Regions from separate parts of the Anser cygnoides genome. Here region 1 is linked to region 2. Evidence: chromatin contacts called from public Hi-C data. All regions are on one chromosome and are shown on one strand. Each heading gives the region's core, a stretch centred on a gene start, on an enhancer-like site or on the middle of the called end of the contact. The rest is flanking DNA. Distances are from core to core; before and after follow the strand shown.

Evidence for each region. Hi-C and Micro-C count contacts between places; a contact is called where the count stands out from the background.
Region 1: a contact with region 2 is called in a Hi-C map of liver, with 2.8 times the contacts expected there. The contact joins two enhancer-like sites. A contact is called at or near these places in 2 of 7 Hi-C or Micro-C datasets (both in liver).

Annotation. Positions count from the first base shown.
Region 1 is chr2:73,791,849-73,799,099 of Taihu_goose_T2T_genome, forward strand. No RefSeq gene overlaps it. Among named protein-coding and RNA genes, the nearest start is that of ECI2, 8.7 kb to the right of the region's middle. Within about 2 kb of position 5,988, at least 3 of the 3 cell types and tissues checked have open chromatin away from gene starts, as enhancers often do. A contact at or near this core is called in liver, where this site is marked.
Region 2 is chr2:73,463,353-73,470,574 of Taihu_goose_T2T_genome, forward strand. No RefSeq gene overlaps it. Among named protein-coding and RNA genes, the nearest start is that of RPP40, 8.9 kb to the right of the region's middle. Within about 2 kb of position 1,284, at least 1 of the 3 cell types and tissues checked has open chromatin away from gene starts, as enhancers often do. A contact at or near this core is called in liver, where this site is marked.

The DNA.
Region 1 (7,251 bases), core at 4,738-7,237, 330 kb after region 2:
TCTCCAAAGACAAATTATCTCATATCTGCCAAGAGGCAGATTATGCCTCTACACCTTCCAAATAAATAATAGTTCAATGCTAAGACAAATAGCTGGGAAATACTCTCCACACATGACTAAAAGCACATTTCAGAGCTGGGCAATGAAAGGGTATCCAGTGTATACTGGGGAAGAATGCCATTATCCTTTCCTCAACCAAGCTTTTCCACTGTGACAAAGGAAATAGAATTCTTCTGCCTTATTGAAACAACAACAGGAGGTTCTTTATCAGGCTTGGTTCCCCCCTTTAAGAATGAGGCAATGCTTAGGGTTCTCAGTGTTCATAGCACTGGTGGGATGCACTGACTGAGTGCAGATGTGCATAAAGGAGTCATCATGTTTTTCAGCAGGATTTATCCAGTTGTTTGAGAAAGTCAAAAAAAAAAAAATGATAATGGTGATGCTGAGACCTGAAAGGATCTCAAGAGAGAATTTAATATTTTGCCTCTTCTAAAGTTGCTCTCATGGTCATTTGCTGGCCTTCTCCTTTACCTGGCAAGTCTATGAACCACAGACTGACAGATACTAACTTCCTCTCTTGGCAATGCCAAATCTACTTCATGCAGCTTGGGCTTCCCTTTTGAGCAGAACTAGTCTTGCCTTTCATTTCACCTACAACTCAAGGCCATTTCCTGGACACACCCAGGTTCTCTCAATGAGAAGTACAGTGCCCCAGGATTTTCCCAGTCCATTCTGTAACCAAGCTGGAGCCCAAGTAGCTGTGATATCCCTCTGATTCTATTAGTGGTGATTTAGGTAGCTCTGGAAGGTCTGATCATTGCCAAATGGATAAATGCAGGTAAATGTCTTGGTTTTCACCTACAACTACTTCATAATTTCAAGGTTTTCTCCATGGTCTTAGAAGGCTGGGATTTGCATCAGAAATAAAACATTCTAGAACATAATTGGGAAAAGGCCTTTTCGTAAACACTCCCCTCTTAAGAAAAGCATCTCCACAACGTGGACTACCCTGTCTTAGGTTATTATTGACTGAACTGATTTAAAACAATTAGTGACACAGGCACAGGTCTGAGCTTGGGAGGTGGGAGAACATGAAGACAGAGGGAATAATCTGAGAGAAGGAAACAAGACAAAGGGAAGAAAAAACTACAGAAGAAAAGAGAAAATACTTAAGAGAAAGGGAAGGGGTACTACATTTTAAGTATTTAGATTTGAAAATTTGGACCTAATATTGTAAGGTGTTTTTTTTTTTTTTAATTGAATCTCAAGTTAAAGGACTCTTTATCAAGTGGGCAGTACTTTCCCCTAAGAAAGTACTGCTATTATTCTAATGATTGATTACTTTATACAAACTGCTTATCAACCCAATTAATCATTTTTTTAAAAAGTTTTAAAATAAATGAAAGAAATCAGTTAGACTAGTTAAACAAAATACCTCATCAGTTCAGAGTAATGCACGTCTATTCTCAAAGCATCTAGGTAGGAAGTATACTTCAACTTAACATCCAAAGATGTCTGTGATGTAGAGGCATTTCCATCCACTTCATGCAGATGTAGAACAAATATGCAGAGAGTCAGCTCTCTGCTTTAATTGCCATTCAGCACAGAACCGATGTTACCATGGAACTATCTATAATAACTCTATCTATTATGATTCATATTCCAACCTGGAGTAGAAATCTACACTTTAGCATCTCTATTCAAATATTCAAAATAACTATTTTCTTCCTCACATGTATATTGCTTAACATTTATCTGGACTGCATTCATCCGACTTTTTATTATCTATTCACTCAATATCAGGAGGTCTTTCTGCACATCTTTGCTGTTGGCCCTCATCCCTTCTACTGTGAGTAACCCTGTAACATCAAAAAAATAAAATAAAAATCTGGTTGCACATTAATCCCCTTATTGTGGTCACTTAGGGATATGCTGTGGAGCATAGACTCCAAATAAAATTACAGGATAATTCAGGTTATTAGAGACATTGGGAGGACATCTTGTCCAAACTCCTGATCCCAGTCTAATTCCTGTAATAACCTTGAACCTAGAAAACCATTCATTAATTCCTACCTATGTTGACTATAGTAAGTTTTTTGGCATTGTTTCCTCTAATATCCTGATACATCAACTGATGAAGTAGAGGCTAGATAAATAGATGGTGAAGTGGACTGAAAATCAGCTGAACTGCCAGGCTCAAATGGTTGCAATCAGCTGCAGGCATGAGTGCTACACCAGTAAGATCGATACTACTTAACCTGGGTGACAAGACTGAGAATATTCCCAGCAGGTCTGTAGATGATACGAAACGTGGAGGAATGGCTGGTACAGCAAGTGATGGAGCTGCCAATCAGACCTGGACAGGCTAGAACAACGGGAAGAGAGGAATCTTACCAAGTTTAACAAAGGGAAGCCCAAGGTCCCGCACCTAGGACCACACACCAGTACTTGCTGGGGGCTAACTGGCTGGGAGGCACTGTTGCAGAAACGCACACAGGGATCCTGTTGGACTAAAAGTTGCCCATGAGCCAGCAATGTGCTCTTGTGGCAAGGAAAATCAACAACATCCTGGGCTGCATTAGGAAAAGTGTTACCAGCAGACTGAAGGAGGTTCTTCGCCTCTGCTCAGCACAGAAGAGAAACATTAGGTGTTTTGTGTCCAGTTCTGGACTCTCCAATAGAACAGAGACATGCACACGCTGGAGAGGGTCCACCTCCTAAGATGATCATGGGGTCAGGGCATCAGACATCCAACGAGAGGCTGGGAGATTCTGGAGAAGAGAAGGCTCAGGGGGATCTTATAAAGGTGCATGGATACCTGATGGAGGGTGTTAAGAAGACTTATCACAGTGGTGCCCAGAGAGAGGACAAGTGGTATCGGACACAAATCAAAATACAGGTAATTCCATTTAAACAGAAGAAAAGTTTTTTTATTGTGAGGGTAGTCAAACAGTGGAACATGTTGCCCAGAAAGGTTGTGGAGTCTCCATCCCTGGAGATACTCAGAACCCAACTGTACATGGTCCTGAGCAACCTGCTCCTAATTCACCCTGCTTTGAGCAGGGCACTTGGACTAAACAATCTCCAGACGTCCCTTCCAAACTTAACACCTCTACGACTCTTTAGGAAAATATGATATATTCTTTTGGCACGCTTTTCTTTGTGCCCACAAATTCTATTCCTTATTATAGGTCCTATCACTCTTGCATAATCAAGAAGACTTTTAATATATACTAACATCACATTTCAAAACTAAACTTGCCGTAAAGCAAAAAGGGAGTACAAAGACAATTTACAGTGGGAGCCAGTCTCCTAGTTACACTGAATGACTGGCTGAACGCCCTGCCCTAGCTGCAGGCAGCCCACGGTGCAGTGACAAGACTACCACCATATTTTACTTGTGAAGGACTGCTTAAATTTCTTCTTTCCCTAGATTTCTGATACCTGTCTTCTAGCTTATAGCTATATGAAGATACTGATATGTGACTGCAGCCACAGGAAGACCCATTATAAGGTGATTTGTATACTTTTGAATAAACATGTCGTTTCTATTAAGATGACTATTTATTTTCTGTGAGAGAATATGACTGCAAAACAGCACTTAAATAAACCTATACCAAAGTTGCTATGCTGCCAGCGCACACCTGTTTTATTTTGTTCAGCTGAATGGTCCCACTGAGATCAGCAACAACAGAAAGCACGTTACAGTTCTGCACCTTACAAAATTGATGACTTAGGATAATGAATCAGTTGGAAATGAAGAGTTACACAGCATGATTATAATCAAAAGGTAAGACTGGTGTCTTCAAGTGAAAAAGGCTTAACTAAGATCTCCTGGCACTTTTTATTTCCAAAAGAACATAAAAACGCTTACCTTGAAGGACAACAAGGAACAGTTGCCTTCCTTCAGGTCTGCATCACTAGCCAAATCTCTTAGTGCCTCATACCTCATTGCCGTGGCCTCCAGCCAGCCCAGCCGTGGCTAGGACATCATACCGAGGTCCTTCTCTCTTGTACATGGACATGGTAAATTAAAAGTTGGGCAACTGTAGGAGGCAATTCAACCCTTTTTATATCTATGTCTCTTAAATAAAATGCAGCCAAGTTATATGCCATTTTGGGATGTGATTATATCAACAGGTACAGATCCCTTTGCCAATATGACTGTGGATACAGATACTTCTCCACCAGGAGTGCTTTAGCAGATCAGGGCCTGGAATTTTCTTGCTTTTTTTTCTACTTGGTTAAGAATTTGTGAGAGTTCATGTGCATATCCACCACTGCTTCTTCAGAACTATCATTTTACTAGCCTTTCCTAGTGCCATGACCAGCATGCCTCAGAATTGTTCCAGTTCTCACTGTAAAATACCTTGAGGCTACAAAAATGATAAAAAAGGGACAATTTAGGCACGACCCTGAATAAATCAAGTAAGTAAGTAAAAGTACCTAAATCCTAAGGAATGAAGAAAGTATGAGCATAGTCATCTAGAAATGCCAGTCCTTATTAAAAAATAAAATAATAATAACAATAATAAATCCTTAACCAGAAATTCACTACCTTTCAAGGCTATCGCTAAGCAATAAGTACCAAATTGGCTGTATTCCAGAAAGCTGCACTGTGGAAGATTAATCTAGAAGATATTCTTTCTGAAAAAAATCCAGAACAACTCACACGAATAAGTATTTTTCACAGACATTGTTTGTGGTTACTTTGTCTGCTTGGTTTAACCAAAAACATTTCTACATGAAAGCAGGAGAGATGCTATCAAGGAAGAGGAACGGTAGGTGGTATCTACACAAAAGCAGAGACACGCTAAGGCTTGTGGAGATGCAATGTAGGTATCAGGGAATAATCATCAGAGCCCTGTATGAAACGTATTTACTGAAGTGACATTACTGTATGGTTTATTTAAATTTTTGCTTTCCCTCTGTAGATTATCTGTCTAAATGTATTATCTTATGGCACGAAACGTGAGAAATTGCAGAACACACAGTAAAAGATCTACATGAGCTACTGTCTACCCGATTTGTAGGGAGAAAAGAGGATAGTGGAACAGACTAAAGGCCAAAGCAAGACAAACACATTTTGCTGGATTGCAAACTTACAGCTTGAAAGAACACCAACAGTTAAACTTTAATAGGAGAAAATGAAGTTAGTTATGACCTATTATAAGCTAATACAGAGAGAGATCGAAAGGGATCTGCCCTCCCTCAAATTCAGAGAACGACATTACTATCTTAAAGAGATCCAAATGGGAAGTTTTGGGGTGAATTTTGACTTTACTGGAACAAAATTACCCTAGATGAAGAAAATTGGACCAGATATCCTCCCTTAGCAAAAGAATGTATTAAGTACATGCTGAAGTATTTGGGGAACATGTTGAGAAAAAAACACGTTGAATTCCTTAGCAATATAAATCCTCCAAAAAACCTCTGCCCTTGGTAAGTAAACCAGTCCTGCACAACAGGCAGCCTGGAAAGCAAATTACCTTACACGCTGAGCTGCCAAAAAAGCAACAAGTACACCCTGCAGTCAAGATGGTCGCTGGGCCAGACAAACCAAGCCTGATGAAGTGGTGAAGTTGTAGGAGATGCACTTCAACTCTGGTAAATCCAGGTCTTAAAAGGTTTAACTCCTCTAAGTTTATGCTGCCCTGAATTCAGCAACTTGCTTGGAGTCATTAGATATCTGGTAACTTTTCCACAGATGCTCATGTTAACAAAGCCAGGCAGAGATTACCCCAGGTAGGCTTTGATCACACATACGCAAAGCGAGATATAGCCTAGTGAAGCAGCTTTGTCTGGCTAGACGTAGGGGTGTAGTCTAAAGATAAACGTTTCAGCAATAGTGCTGTCTTAAACAGTCGCTATGCTCTGAGCTGTGCCAGCTCCACTGTTTTTGTGAACAGTGTAAGTCAAACCAGCAAACTGGTCCAGCTGATGGGTCTTCTAGACTGGGTTACTTTTTAACTGGATCAGTTGTCTCACCTGCTTCCCAGAATGCCCACACAAATGCGGATGTCAGCACAACACAAAGGGTTATGCAAGGGTCAACACAAGCAGAAGCAGAGATTGCTGACACTTGAGATACATCAAGGCCAAGAAAATCCCACACATGAGAAAAATGTTTAGTAGGATAGTTGTTTGATGGAGGGTGAAGCTCGTGATGTGGTCTTTTGCTTAGTGGAACCATTAACAGTTTCACTTTCCTCTGTACGACCAAAAAAAAATAAAATAAAATTGTAAGGACCTACTATCTTCCTCTGTCAGCTCTGGTTTTAACAGACTAATAGATGCACATTACTATAGCTTTATAACTCACTTCTTAGAGGAGCAAGTTAACAGCCCCATTTATACCTACTTACACAGATGCTTTCTGTGATATGAGAGTAAAACATTTTAGCAATATAATTAGACCAATACAGAAAGTGAAACAAATCCCTCAGAGGCTATACTTTAATGCTTTAATGTCGTAAGCTGAGGCAATAAAGCACTGCTGCTGAAAGAAGCAATTCTACTGCTTGTCAGATTCCCTTACATCTCTATCCTTTGCACTGATAGGACTGTGCATTGAGTTGTGTGATGCAAAGGATCAGAGATTTGATCTGGGTCACAGTTAACCTTTATTTATTTACATACTTGCTTTTGCCTGGCTAATTGTAACTTAGATCTGAACCCTGAGCTGGTTCAATGCTTGACTGTGAAAACATCTGTGTCAGCAGAAAAGAAGGCATGGGAGTGAACAGGGAAGGCCTTAGGAAAATAGACTGCTCCTTTCAGTAGCAGCATTTGCACACACTGGTTTAAAGTTTAAACTGTGAAATGATGCCCCGAAATACTTTTTTTTTTTTTTTTCCAAAAAGTGAAAGAACAACAAAGAGTAGGACTGATAGTTGCTTGGCAAAAATGCTTGAAAAGTCCACAGCCAGCACCTGCATCATTAAATGGTTCAGGAATCTATAAAGAACTCCAATTTAGGAAGATTTCAGTTCCTTTAATTAACAACAGTTCTGTTGTTAGTTGATTCATATGTAAAGTAAGACTCCTGTAACCACATCTCCTGATTGAACTTGTGCCAGCAATGTTTCTTTCCCAGGTGCTCTTGCTGTGAAAAAAACAATGCAACGTAATGTACCACTCTAGATGCTTTCAGAGAGTACTTTACTTTCTCATTTCCTGCATTTGGCAGATTATATTTAAGCAGGTATCTTACCTGTCCTGGAAAGGAGCATATGATATGTAACCTTACAC
Region 2 (7,222 bases), core at 34-2,533:
ACAGAGCAGGACAAACATTACTAGGTTAAAAGTTGGAGTAGATGATCTTAGAGGTCTTTTCCAACCTGAATGATTCTATGATTCTGTGATTATGCCATCATATTGATTGACTTTAGTAAGAATAGAGCTCCATCTTATGCCAAGTATAAAGGGCATTCTACCCCCAAAACCGTTGCTGGGCTAATAAAATAATCATTTTTTTTCTTGCCATCTGTCTTAAGTTACTGGATTTTGCTCCTGCCCTGCCACCTAGCAGTCTGCCTCTGGAAAACTGAAAACGAACATCTCCTTAAAACTCTGTAAGGAAACTTACCCAGACAGAAGACGTTTACTTCCTGACTAAGGACACTCCAAAATTCCAAATGCTTGAAATACACTCCAAAATGAGCTTCTAGATAGTATATGAAGCATAACTGATGAAGCAATTCATCTCTAAACTGTTTTTTTGAGTCTCTAGCCACGAACCATTAAATGTCCAACACCTTAGATTTTTTTACTTTTTTTTTTCCTCTCTAAGGCATTAGATTTTTGCTCATTGGAAATGAGACATGAAAATGGAAAGTGACATGAACTTACACCCAGATGTTTTCTGTTTTGTGTTTTTGTCACAAGCAAGAAGGCCTGTAGCTCACTCAAAATCAATAGTGGCATGAACTCATTTGGACTCTTCTTGGACAACAGAATTGGTCAGCTGGTCAGAGGGGCCTTTACTACATCAGCTGGCGAAGCCTCTGACGATCTTCACAGTTGTGTTGGACTTGGCTTTTTTAAAAGTGAATGTTAACCTGACCTCATCAGCTCGGATACTTCTGTCTTCTGGGAAAACAGAGTTGTGCAATATAGCATGTTTTATAACTCCTAGCAAATGCAGGGCAACCTTTTCAGCATGGCAGCCGCAACTGGGTAAGTAGTATGTCAGTTGTTTCTTTCACTTGTCTTAAAACACGTCAATAGGCTTTAAGTCATAACCTTGATGTATAAACGCTGTGTTAAAAATAGTTTGCTTGAATGCGTAGTTTTCCAAACTGCAGGAAAAGGAGTAAATTCAACCCTGATTCTTTTAGGTTCCCCAGAACTGCCACAATTAGAGTTTGTTCTGAATTGCTAAGGTATGTTAGAAGACAGCAAAACAGGTAGGTACCTGATAGAAGGTCCTGTAAGGGAGGTAATGTTTATTGCAGTTGTTTATACTGATTCTCATGACTTATGAAAGGATTGTTTCAGTTGATGTACATATGCAGCTGAGTATCTGTAGCTGAGTATCTGTACTGTATAGTATCTGCAGCTGGGTATCTGTAACACAGTACATACAGTACTGCTAAAAGACAGAAAACAAAAAAACAGAGTTGAATTTCAGTGAATGAAATAGCTTATGTAGTGGTCTGAACAAAGAGATTTGCATTTCTAAAGAATATAAATAGTTTTTACAGTAGGAAAAAAGCAGGAGAAATATGTGCTGTTTTACTATTAACATGCTGTTCTAGAAAGTAAGCCTGCACCTCAAAACTCATGTGCACGAACAAGAAATCTAGGACTGAGTGATATTGACTAACACTGCAAAAGCAAAGGATTGGCGTTAATAGCTATCATTAATAGTATTCAAATAAAAATCATTGACATAGCCATATATGAATGGAGGCATGCTCAATCCTGCATCACCAGAAGTGAAAAAAAAAGCTTTATATTTCATTGACTATTAATAGAATAGGTCATACATACTCTGAATTCAGTCCTAGTTTCAGCATCTTCAGGAGGAAAGGCAGAAAAGAAGCTCCATCTAGTGGTGTGGTTGATTGTAATTGCTTTTAAATTTCATTTGATTGCGAATACATTCCTATCCAGCAACAAAATGAAAAATTGAAGTAGCATATGAAGGATCATCTCTCTTGCAAACTAAGCCAGCATTTTCTAACATTTTAAAATCAGAAAACACTTTAAAATCAGAAAGTGCTTCTGTTTGAAGCTAAACAGAGTTGATGCCTTTTAATACAATGCACATATGACCCTGTCATGTACTAATCTAGAATGGAAACAGGCCGTCAAACAAAAATACAAGGGTATGTTAGCGCACTTCAAGAGGTAACCTGCTGCAGCCCAGGGGTGGGAGGAAGAGAAGGCAGCAATCATTAGCCAGAAGATGAAGGAGGAGGAGTGTGAATGTGAAAGTCAGGATCACAGATGAACCTGTCACACAAAAGATTCTGGAAGGTTAACAGTTATTTTAAAATATTGTTCCTCTTTCTCATAGTAAAGCAACAAACCTTTCATGGGTTGTTTTTATAAGAAATTAACTTTCTTCAGTGAACAAACTGTGATTTGTTTGGAAAAGATGCTGTATTTCCCATCTTCAAAGAATCTTGAACCGTTCTATATAAAATAGATTTGCAACATTTTGTTCTGAAAACCAAATCAGATGCTTTAATCATTTTTTAATGTAAGAAAATTACTACATTTTAGGAAGCCGCTTTCTTCCTCCCTGCCTCCATTAGACTTTATCACCTTGAGCTGTGAAAGTTATACCTTCTTGAATGTATTGACACACACAGTAGAAGAACCTGAATGCAATGAATGGTTTAGAAAATATAAATATTAGGCTTACCAGTGCCTGCACTGGATATTTGCAAAAAAATGCTGAACAAACGGGAGTGATGGATGTGGTCATAGTAAAATAATTTGACCAAAGTCTAGAAATTATTTTAGCAAGTATTTAATTATAAATGTTTGCGTAGCTACAACACCGGTAATTTCAGTGAAGTCACTGCTTTACAGAATTGGCAGGTATACACCCCCAAGCTAATGTAAAATGTTATAAGCATTATAAAATATAATACTAATTAGCTAAATCACACCAGATCTAACTACAGAAGTTCTATGCCTACTGTCTTGTACAAATCATGTCTGTTACTGCTTATTAAAGCAGTAGCAATTTCAGTGGCAATTTCAAGACCAGTCCCAGTATCCTAGCCAAAGGTTGTGCTAAACTACAGTAGTCATAAACAGAGATATACATAAAACTTGTCCTGCAAACTCCAGTGAGTAAAACACATTTTGTCTACTCTTTTTAGTGCCTGCATTTCAGTGCACTGTTATCTTTTTTTTCTAAAGAGTAAAGCAGAGCTTATTATTAATTACCCACAAAAATCTATGTAAAAAGTATGTTGAGAAAACAGATGTGAGCACCCATATGCTAAAAACTGCCCAAAGTGACATTGCCTCTGTAACCTTAATGTGGTGTTTTTGTGTGTATTGTTTAGGTTACAGTCTTTAATTATGTATTCCTATGCATTTTTCCCTCAGAACTCTCACATTAAGCACACAAGATAGACAGCTACTCAGTGCTGGTGTCGTTGTTTTTCTCTATGTTGCTTAACATGTAGCTGTAGGCGTTACTTATTGAACAGTAATCCAGTCCTGCTCTGGAGATGAGATTGGATTTCCTCATGGGATTCTCCATAGTGCATACTGCAGAGAACATACTTATTCCATGTGAATAAGTAAGTAAATTAAAGTAAGTAAATTAAACCTTGCCAAAAATATTCCACCTTAATAAAATTGTTTTAGGCTCCTTTTTCCCAGTGCAGGCTTGGCGTAGTTCAGGGCAGTTGTCATTTATGAGCCGTCTGTAGATAATAGACAGTTCACATTACCGTACAGTAAATATTTAAGAATAAGCTTAGCTAAATATGTTTCCTTTGCTGGTGTCTGGACAACTAATCTGCTGTAACTCTGCTGTGCCTCCGTTTTCATATCCAACTAAAACAAAAAGATGAATCCCACATGTCTCTCATTGTTTTTCACTCCCAAACTGGTGAGGCATTTAAAGACAGCTACTTCAGTGATTCAATACCTCATATCTAGTGTCTATAATGTGAGTATGATAGATTGTAAATGCAACCTCATAGTGCCAAAATTGAATTGTTTATCTTTTTACTTGGTGAAGTAGAAGGACTCAAGTTACTTTAGTATTAGTATTCAGTATATTTTCAATATTCAGAAAATATTTCAGTAAGCAGCTGCACAGTAAGGAGTTCAGAAACAATTCAACTGAAAGAAGACACTTGGTGTTCAAGTCAGAGATGTTCGTGAATAGGAAGTGTCGCTGTTCACACACTGCTCTGTTTCCCATCCAAACAATGGATACGCATGAGCACAATTGAAGTGAAAAGAAAGGGTTTTTTTACTGTTCTACGTTATCCTCTTCACAACACCAATGGGTCAGTGTCACTCATACCGTGCATAACTTAGCCAAGATTAAGGAAGTAATTCCAAGCTTATGCTACTGTAAAAGTATTCAGAATATAACTGAGAATCTTTTAAGTAAATCATAGCCTTTAGTGTCTTAATTATTAATTGATTTCCATAGCCGTCTCTCTCGCATACCACTATTTCCTAATGATATAAGCAGTCCCACCCAAATCCTTTCAAACTGATTATCTTACTTTCAGATCTAAGGATAACTCAACAAGATCAAGAGTAGCCAGGTTAATCTTAACGAACCAAAATTTGGAGCCCTTAATATCTTGTGGAGTGATTTAGTAATCAGATTGGAGTCACAGGGAGAATCAGCTTAATAACCAAAGAGGGAGACTGAATGAATGAACTGAGTAAAACTTCAAGGGCAATGGATTCATTTTCATTTTGAATATTGAATGGATTCAGTGATTAAGTCAAATTACTTCTAGGCTTTCTTTTTCAAAGGCTTTTTTCAAGAGTATTTTTCCCTCCTTCAGAGTTTTCCTTTTTTACCCATCATCAGAAAGATTCTACTTATTTTCACATAATTTTGTATGCCATTTTCTACGTATCCCTCCAAATGAAGAAAAAAATGGCATTTCTTACTCCTCCTACAAGAAGGATGCATCTGTTTCTCAATACAAGCCCCGTTCTTCTAACTCCAAGAACAGAAGATTTATCTTGGCCAAATGCAGTGTTTTTATTTAACTGTGAAACCTGTCTTCCTTTCAGATTTGAAAACTAATGACTCTATGTAAAACTCCATGTCCTTCCTGACATATGTTCAGTGGGTGTGTTTCCATTATGGTTTATGACCAAATCCACATAGTTGTCATTTCTTGATTCATATTACGAAACAGGAAGACCCATCAAGAATTGTCACTGAACTGCAACAAGATGCAAGCCGTTTTATTTTTCACATATAAGTGCAGTGGGTAAATGCAGCAAGGTGGTGACCCTGCAGTATGTTCTGCAAAGACCAGTAATCCTCCAAGCAACCAGTGAAGTTCAAAAGCTTTTTTGAGACACTGAATCTTCACACTGATGTGATTTTTGCTGCTTCACTGGTTGAATGAATGGTGCAGTTTCTTGCCTGGATTTTTCATCTAAAACTTCCAGACATACAAAGGCTTGCCTGTTCCCTAATACATTTGGCCAGAAGCAGTAGCAGCAGTATCGGCAAGAAGTTCATCCAGATGCAAACTACTAGCAGGCAGAATATAAAGATGAAGGCTCTAAAGAATTTTTCCTCCCATCGTGGCAATTAGCAACCGGTTTGCTGTAAATGGTTTGTGTACCAAATGATGCAGAAGCTCTCAGATCTCAGGTAAAGAGCTGATCTGTAGCGGCAAAGTTTTTATCCAATGTTGTTCTCAAAAACTTTACCCCTGAAAAACTAATGGAGGGAATTGCACAGTTGCCCCAGGAAGTAGGAAATATAGGAAATGTAATTGCTTTAAGTTCACCAGAAATTGAATTCAAACCAAAATTCACATAGACAAGACAATTGGTCTTTCAAAGTGGCATTTTTAATATTTTATTCAAAATATATATGTATATATATATATATGAACAGAAAGGCCTTAAAGTCATTCTGGAAAAAAAAAAAAAGAAGGAAAAAAACAGAAAAAGTAAATGAGAGTCTGAACATCCCAGAGAAGAGCAAGAGAAAAAGGAGAGACAGTTTCCCTTCATCAGTAGTTCCTAAAAAAACATAAAACTTGCTTCCATTCCATATGCTTCCATTCCATATGATCCACTTTAATAGTAGCTGCTGTCAAGCACAACTGGAGGGTGGGGATAGGAATAGTTTTAGTGATATAAATACCTTGCGGATATTTACATGAAAGCAGCAAGGCTTTATATGCTTCCTCACCCCTCTCTTCATACCCTCCATGAAGCTTATTTCTCACAATGGAGCTTCCAGGTGACTGGGGAGAAAGGTTTCAAAGAGTATTGATATAATTAAATAAATACTTTATATAATAATAAATAAATAAAAATAATAAATTAATAAATAAAAATAATGTTTTATTATTAATTACTAATTATTATTTATTTTTAATAATGATTTTTATTATAAAATAATAATTTTTAAAATATTTTAATATTTAATATATTTTTAATATTTATATTACATTTAATTGTAATATAAAATTTATAATATAAAAATTTATAATCTAAAATATAAATTTATTTATATTATTAAATTATAATATTTAATTATAATATTTAATATTAATAATAATTTTAAACTAAAATAGTGATTTTGATAATTATTATTAATTATTATTAATTACTAATAAATAAATAAAAACAATAATTATTGATATAATTAAATTAATTAATATAAAACTATTAATATAATATGGACAATTAACAGGTGTTTATGGGATTCTTTGAACATTAATGTCAAGAATTTTGCAAAGAGTTTACATATAAAACTTACAAAGCTGAACTTGAAAGCCTGAATCCACACTTAAGTCTCAGTGTGAGATTTAAAAAATATTTTCCAAATGACATAGGAATGCACATGTTGTCTACAGTGCAGCTTGTGAAAATACCATGCTTTGGCACCTAAATCCATTACAGGAGCAGTCCACAAAATATTCTGAGCAATAAAAATATATCTGAAGCAGAACGATAAGGACAGCCTGCTAATACAGAATAATATTTGTTAAAGATTTAATGTGAAAATTATCTGAAACATTATGTCATGTCTTTGAAAGAAATGTATAATATGGCAGGCTATTGAAGTTCATGTCTATAACTGTAACTATAACAAAATACACATTTCAGAACAACTCGGTATGTAACATCCTTAATCCGAATAATGTGAATTAACTGAAATGAGAAAAAGATGATTTACTCTAAAGTAAGTGTGTTGAAATGGGTTTATGTGAAAAAAAAAATCATTCTTAACTAGTTTATCCAGAATAACTATTTTAGTCTATTTCTAGATTCTAATTTGAATCTTGCTCAGATAAAT